Linked DNA regions of Ovis aries: region 1 is linked to region 2. A link is a contact called in public Hi-C data. All regions are on one chromosome and are shown on one strand. Each heading gives the region's core, a stretch centred on a gene start, on an enhancer-like site or on the middle of the called end of the contact. The rest is flanking DNA. Distances are from core to core; before and after follow the strand shown.

Region 1 (2,907 bases), core at 14-2,513, 170 kb before region 2:
CAGGCGGATTCTTTACCAGCTGAGCTATGAGGGAAGCCCCATCTGTGGAATGGGGACTGTTTATCTGCTCAAGAAATATTGAGCGCCTATGTTGTGCCAGACTCTGTTCCAGGCGTCAAACATAACTAAACAGTTCTTGCCATGGAGTTCACTGGTCTAGAGTTTCGGAGGAGGGGGCAGGAATAATGTAAATAAGCAATTTCTATTTCCAAAAATGCCATGAGAAAAGTAAAGGATGAAGTCATAGTGAGGAGTGATATATAAGATGATACTTGAAGAAGTCACCTATAGAGACATAGTAGTCACTATGTCACTTCGGCTTGAGTCTGAAGAGCCTGACTAGTTGGATAAAAGAAAGAAGGTAAAGGGAGCTGCCAGGGAGAGGGCAGGGAGCTGGAGAGCGAGGCTCAGCCGGAGACCAAAGCACCCAGTACTGTGGATCCTGAAACTGATCTCCGGTGGAAAAGATCGTTTGTGAGGAGTCTGGACCTGCCCGGAAAGGGTTCAAGAGCAAGGAAAAACACCTTGATTAGGGTGTTGATTGCATAGATGAACGCGTTTATCAAAACTCAGCGAAGAATTGTGCATTTTGCTGTATGCAAATCATACGTCAAAAACAACCCAACAAGTGTGAGAGTGCTCGGCTTGAGAGAGCAACCGTGACCTGGGAAAGTCTGGTTGGCCCCGCGGGCTGATCCCACAGACCAGGGTACAGGGCATCCTCTAGGGAGACTGTCGGGCAGGCTGGGAGAAAGCAACCACAACCGGCGGTGTGCGGGCAAAGGTGGTCTCTAGAGTGGAAGCGAGCCGTGCCGCCCACAGCCAGGACCAAGGTTACGAGCTCAGGCCCCCGCCCGGGTTGTCAGGGGCAACCTTGGAGCTGCGCCCTCGCCCCGCCCTTCGCGTAGAGGCCAGGTGGCGGTTGGGGCGCGACCAGCCCGTTTGATTTCCCGCGGCCGGTGGAAAGGGGCGGAGGGGGGAGGGGAAAGCGGCCGTCGGCCAATGGGTTGGGTTGAGGATGTCACGTGATGGCCTCGGGGCGGGGCCCAGGTGTACTTACTAGGCTGAGGGCGGGGGCCTCAGCCTCCGCGCGAAGTCCGGGAGGCGGGGCTGGCGTGCGGGCCCTGGGGTCGCTCCGCTAGGATTGGCCTGTGGTCGGGAGGCGGGGCCTGCACGCGCCGCGGCTGCGGGCTACGATTGGCCTCGGTTCAGGGCCGGCTGCCGGCGTGCAGGCTAGGCTCGGGGCGCGAGGACCGAGCGGGGCGGTGGGTTCGCGAGCCAGGGGGAGGGGCCGGGGCGGTGGCGGCGGCGGCGGCGGAGGAGGTGGTGGTGGTGGTGGCGGCGGGGGCCGGTAGTGGACCCGGCGGGATGAGCGAGGCGGAGGCGGCAGTGGTGGCGACAGCGGCCCCCGCGGCGACGGTGCCCGCGACGGCGGCAGGGGTGGTAGCGGTGGTGGTCCCGGTGCCCGCAGGGGAGCCACAGAAAGCAGGCGGCGGGGCGGGCAGCGGCGGGGTCGGAACGGCCTCGGGCCCAGCTGTTGGGACCCCCTCGGCGCCAGGCCCCCGCACCCCTGGCAACCCGGCAACGGCGGCCTCGGGAACCCCCGCGCCCCCGGCCCGGAGTCAGGCGGACAAGCCGGTGCTGGGTGAGGGGCGGGGCACGTGCCAGGGCGGCTCTAAGGGGGAGGCGGGGGGAGGGGGTCGACGGGCTGGGGGAGGGGCATCGTGGAGACCGGCGGGGTCCGGAAAGCCGAAGGCCGGTATGGCTCGAGGCTCAAAGGACCAGCGGACCTTAGTGAGTTTGCCTGGTGGGAAATTCTGCAGTGTCTTCCTGGATGAGAAGGAGTGGCTGGCCGGTCCAGCTAGGGTCTGACCACGCCCCCGGGGCAGGAGACTCGATCTTGTTGATTTGGTCTAGTATTAGGTAAATATTTGAGCCCTGGACGCAAGTGCACTAGTGACCCTTAAAATAGGAGGGCTAGAGAAACCCCAGTTATGACCTGAGGGCGGAACTTCGTGGACCAAGTAAGTACCCGCTTCTAGGTTAAGGGCCTAGATTTGTAGGATGTGAGGAACATGCCTTAGAATCGGAAGAGGTTTGAAACCCTGAGCCGCGCTGTATGGGCAGTTGCATTTAGTGGAATTGGGTAAGAATGCCTTGGAGCTACTGGGTAAAACCTGGTTGGCGTGAAGTTTAGCTTAATAGATAATAGGTTGGTTAGATTTTGGAGTGTCCCAAAACTGAGTCCAACTCCATCTCTTCCCCCTATCCTACTGCCCCCCACTGCATCTCTGCCTGGCAGCAATCCAAGTCCTGGGCACTGTCAAATGGTTCAACGTGCGGAATGGTTACGGATTCATCAACAGGTATCTGAGGAACCCAGGGAGGGGGTGGAATGGGTGTCTTCCAAACTGATCTATGGGACTGGACACCTTCCCAGCCTCATCTCTACCCCAGCAAGGCACATGGTTGCAATGTCCAGCTGATGCTGATTGAAAGTCTTTAACCACAGCACAGATGTGGGCATGATGAAGGCTTCTCCACATCTTCAAGGGCAGCAGAGGGTTAATGATCTAGGAAGTTGGCAAATCTGGCTCTGATCCTCGCAGCTGGTCTGTGTCACCTTCTGGTTCAGTTTGCCGCCGCCTTTGGGGCAGTATGTACCTGCTCTCTGTGCCTCCGGCCGGAATCCTCACTCATTTCCTGTTTTGGGCAGTACACATAGCACTCTCATAACTCATCTCCCTTAGAGAGCTGTTAGCTCATTGAATCCCCCACCTGACGGGACTGAGTCTGGTGAGGGTTGGGGAAAGAAGGCACCAGCCCAGCCTGAGGCTGCTGCTTTCCTTCTACAGCACCCCCACACCCCCAAAACTGGGAGGGGCCATAGTGTCAGATTCTGAGCGG
Region 2 (2,700 bases), core at 187-2,686:
GAGATGGTTGGATAGCATCACTGACTCAATGGACAAAATTTTGAGCAAACTCTGGGAGAGAGTGAAGGACATGGAAGCCTGACATGCTTCAGTCCATGGGGTCACAAAGAGTTGGACAAGACTTAGCCACTGGACAACAAACTAATGGAGTATTATATTATTCTTTATCCATTCATTCATTGATAGACACTTAGGTTCTTGCCATATCTTGACTATTGTGAATGATGCTCCAATGAAGACATAAGTGCAGATACCTCTTTGATAGCCTGTACAGAATCTGCCTGCAATGAAGGAGACCTGGGTTCTATCGCTGGATTGGGAAGATCCCCTGGAGGAGGGCATGGTAACCCACTCTAGTATTCTTGCCTGGAGAATCCCCATGGACAGAAGAACCTGCTGGACTACAGTTCATGTGGTTGCAGAGTCAGACATGATTGAGAGACTAAGCACAGCACAGCATGGCAGTTCTATTTTTAATATTTTGAGGCACTTCTATATACTGGCTATACCAGTTTACATTTCCATCCACAGTGCTAAGTGTTTCTTTCTCTCTACATCCTCACCAATCTAAGATTTCTTTAACCTTAAAAATCAGCTTTATTGAGATGTAATTCTTACACAGTAAAACGTGTGTGTGTGCTCAGTCATTCGTTGCGTCTGACTCTTTTCAACGCCATGGACCGTAGCCTTCCAGGTTCCTCTGTCCATGGGATTCTCCAGGCATGAATAGTGCTGTTTTTTATTTTTTTTTTATTTATTCAACAATTAGGAAACACTGCCACCATGTGGCTGTCGGGTAATGTGGCTGTCGGCCAAACAGTAATGTAAACTGCCAGGTTTTCTCTGATGTTGTTTAATAAAGGAGAGAACAAAACCCTTGATTCAAAGTAAATCAATCTTAATGTAAAAAGGAAAGTTTTTCCAAGAAATCAATACCTGGGTTCAATTTTCGGATTTCTTACTTTGTTTTTAAAATTCCCATCTAAATCTTCAGGGATTCTGATCCCAAGAATCCTTTCTAGCCCCAGAAACCCCTAGCTCAGAATCAATCTACCATTTCCAGGTCAGTTTGGCATCAAATTGTCTCCAGGCAGTTTCCCTCCGTGGTGGCAGATTCTATTTCAGTAGTAGGTCTGTTCTTGGATGGTTCCACAGTTGGACAGACCCAGACTCAAATATTTTTCTTACTTTCTTTCTTTCTTTTTTTAAGTTTGGCGACTCGGGCAAATCACATAACTTCTCTAAGTCTCAGTGACTTCATCTGTAAAATGGAGGGAACACCTTTTCACAGGGTGATTGTGAAGATGCAACATGACGTGTATATGTCCCTGGCCCATCACAAGGAAGTCCTCTTCCTTCCGCTCTGTCCTGGAGGGCGTATTGTCGTTGAGCATGCAACATGTACTGGTCTGTGATTTGACACCCGAGGTTTACCAGGTTCTCCAGCAACGTTCCCTGAGAACGTTGGAGCTACTCATCCCCTCAGGCTTTGGGAGGACACTATTTCCGTGCGTTGCCTACCAACGTTGGGGAGGCTGGCGATTGCAATCCATGCATCTCCCGGGTGCGCAGCCAGCTGAAGGTGCGTGGGCATGGGCGGGGAGGTGTTTATTCCTCGCCCCTCCCTTCCTTGGGATTGGGGGTGTAAATGGATAATTCAATCCCCGTGGGACTCGGCTCGGTGGATTGGCTGTCTCAGCTCGCCCCAGCCCTCGACACTCCCCATCCCCCCGCCCGCGCGTCCCAGGTGGCTCAGGCGCCCTGTGGCGCTCTCTGTTTACCTTGAGAGCCGGTCCAAGTTGGGCTCCATCTCTGCATTTGCTCCCCTCTAAGGCCCCGCCCTCTGGGGAAGCGGGGAGAAAACCGGGCCGAGCCTTTCTTCGCCCTTCCCCTCCCCCGGACCGCCCAGAGAGGTCGGGTAAGGGGAACCTGGTGTGTGTGGGAGGGGGAGTCTCAGAACTGGGGGATCTGGCTGTTATCCCGCTCTTGTACGGCGCGGACCTGGAGTTCTAGCCCTAGGCCCGAACACCGCCCCCCCCCCCCCCCGCCTCCGTCCTGTGGTGCTCAGGGCTGGATCTCAGGTATGCTAAGATCCATAAAGGAGACACAGACGTGGCGACTTCTCTGATAGATGTTCCCCCTTCCGCAGGAGATGATGACCCCCAAGCCAACCGGACCCCCGGACGGAGGCTGGGGCTGGGTGGTGGCGGCCGCAGGGTTCGCGGTGAATGGGCTCTCCTACGGGGTGTTACGCTCCCTGGGCCTCGCCTTCCCTGACTTCGCGGAGTATTTTGACCGAAACGCTCAGGAGACGGCGTGGGTCAGCGCCCTGGCCCTGGCAGTGCAGCAGGCAGCCAGTGAGGAGGGGCCCCGAGGTGGGAGGTAGGAACTGGGGTGGGGGGAAGTGCCTTGAGAGCAGTGGTAGAGGACACACTTGACTAGTTAACAAACAACCTAAGAAAAGTCGACCCTTAGAGTTCGACCTTCAGACCTAGGTCGAATTTAAAATTCTAAGTTCTAGAATTGAGTGGGCCTTGAGATGAAGCGGGGCAGGGTAGTGGTGGTGGTGTTGCTCTAAGGCGGGGGAGAAGTTTAGGCCAGGAAAACAGCCAATGAGAAGTGTTCGAGCGAGTTTGGGGGTCCAGGGGGCGTGCCTTCCTTGACTCCGCCCCCTTCCAGGCCCAGTAGGCAGTGCCCTGA

Evidence for each region. A called contact is a pair of places that touch in the nucleus more often than the background predicts.
Region 1: a Hi-C map of tail adipose tissue shows a contact between it and region 2, with 4 times the contacts expected there. The contact joins the promoter of YBX2 here to the promoter of SLC16A11 in region 2. A contact is called at or near these places in 2 of 16 Hi-C or Micro-C datasets (omental adipose tissue and tail adipose tissue).

What each region holds. Positions count from the first base shown.
Region 1 is chr11:26,886,047-26,888,953 of ARS-UI_Ramb_v3.0, reverse strand. It overlaps YBX2 (Y-box binding protein 2), which reads left to right and starts at 1,263. Exons shown (of 9, transcript XM_042256600.2): 1 at 1,263-1,645; 2 at 2,303-2,366. The coding sequence starts at 1,369.
Region 2 is chr11:26,712,872-26,715,571 of ARS-UI_Ramb_v3.0, reverse strand. SLC16A11 (solute carrier family 16 member 11) reads left to right here and starts at 1,436. Exons shown (of 5, transcript XM_042255636.2): 1 at 1,436-1,582; 2 at 2,150-2,382; 3 at 2,680-2,700. The coding sequence starts at 2,229. It overlaps LOC101117600 (C-type lectin domain family 10 member A), which reads left to right. Exons shown (of 9, transcript XM_042255639.2): 9 at 1-647.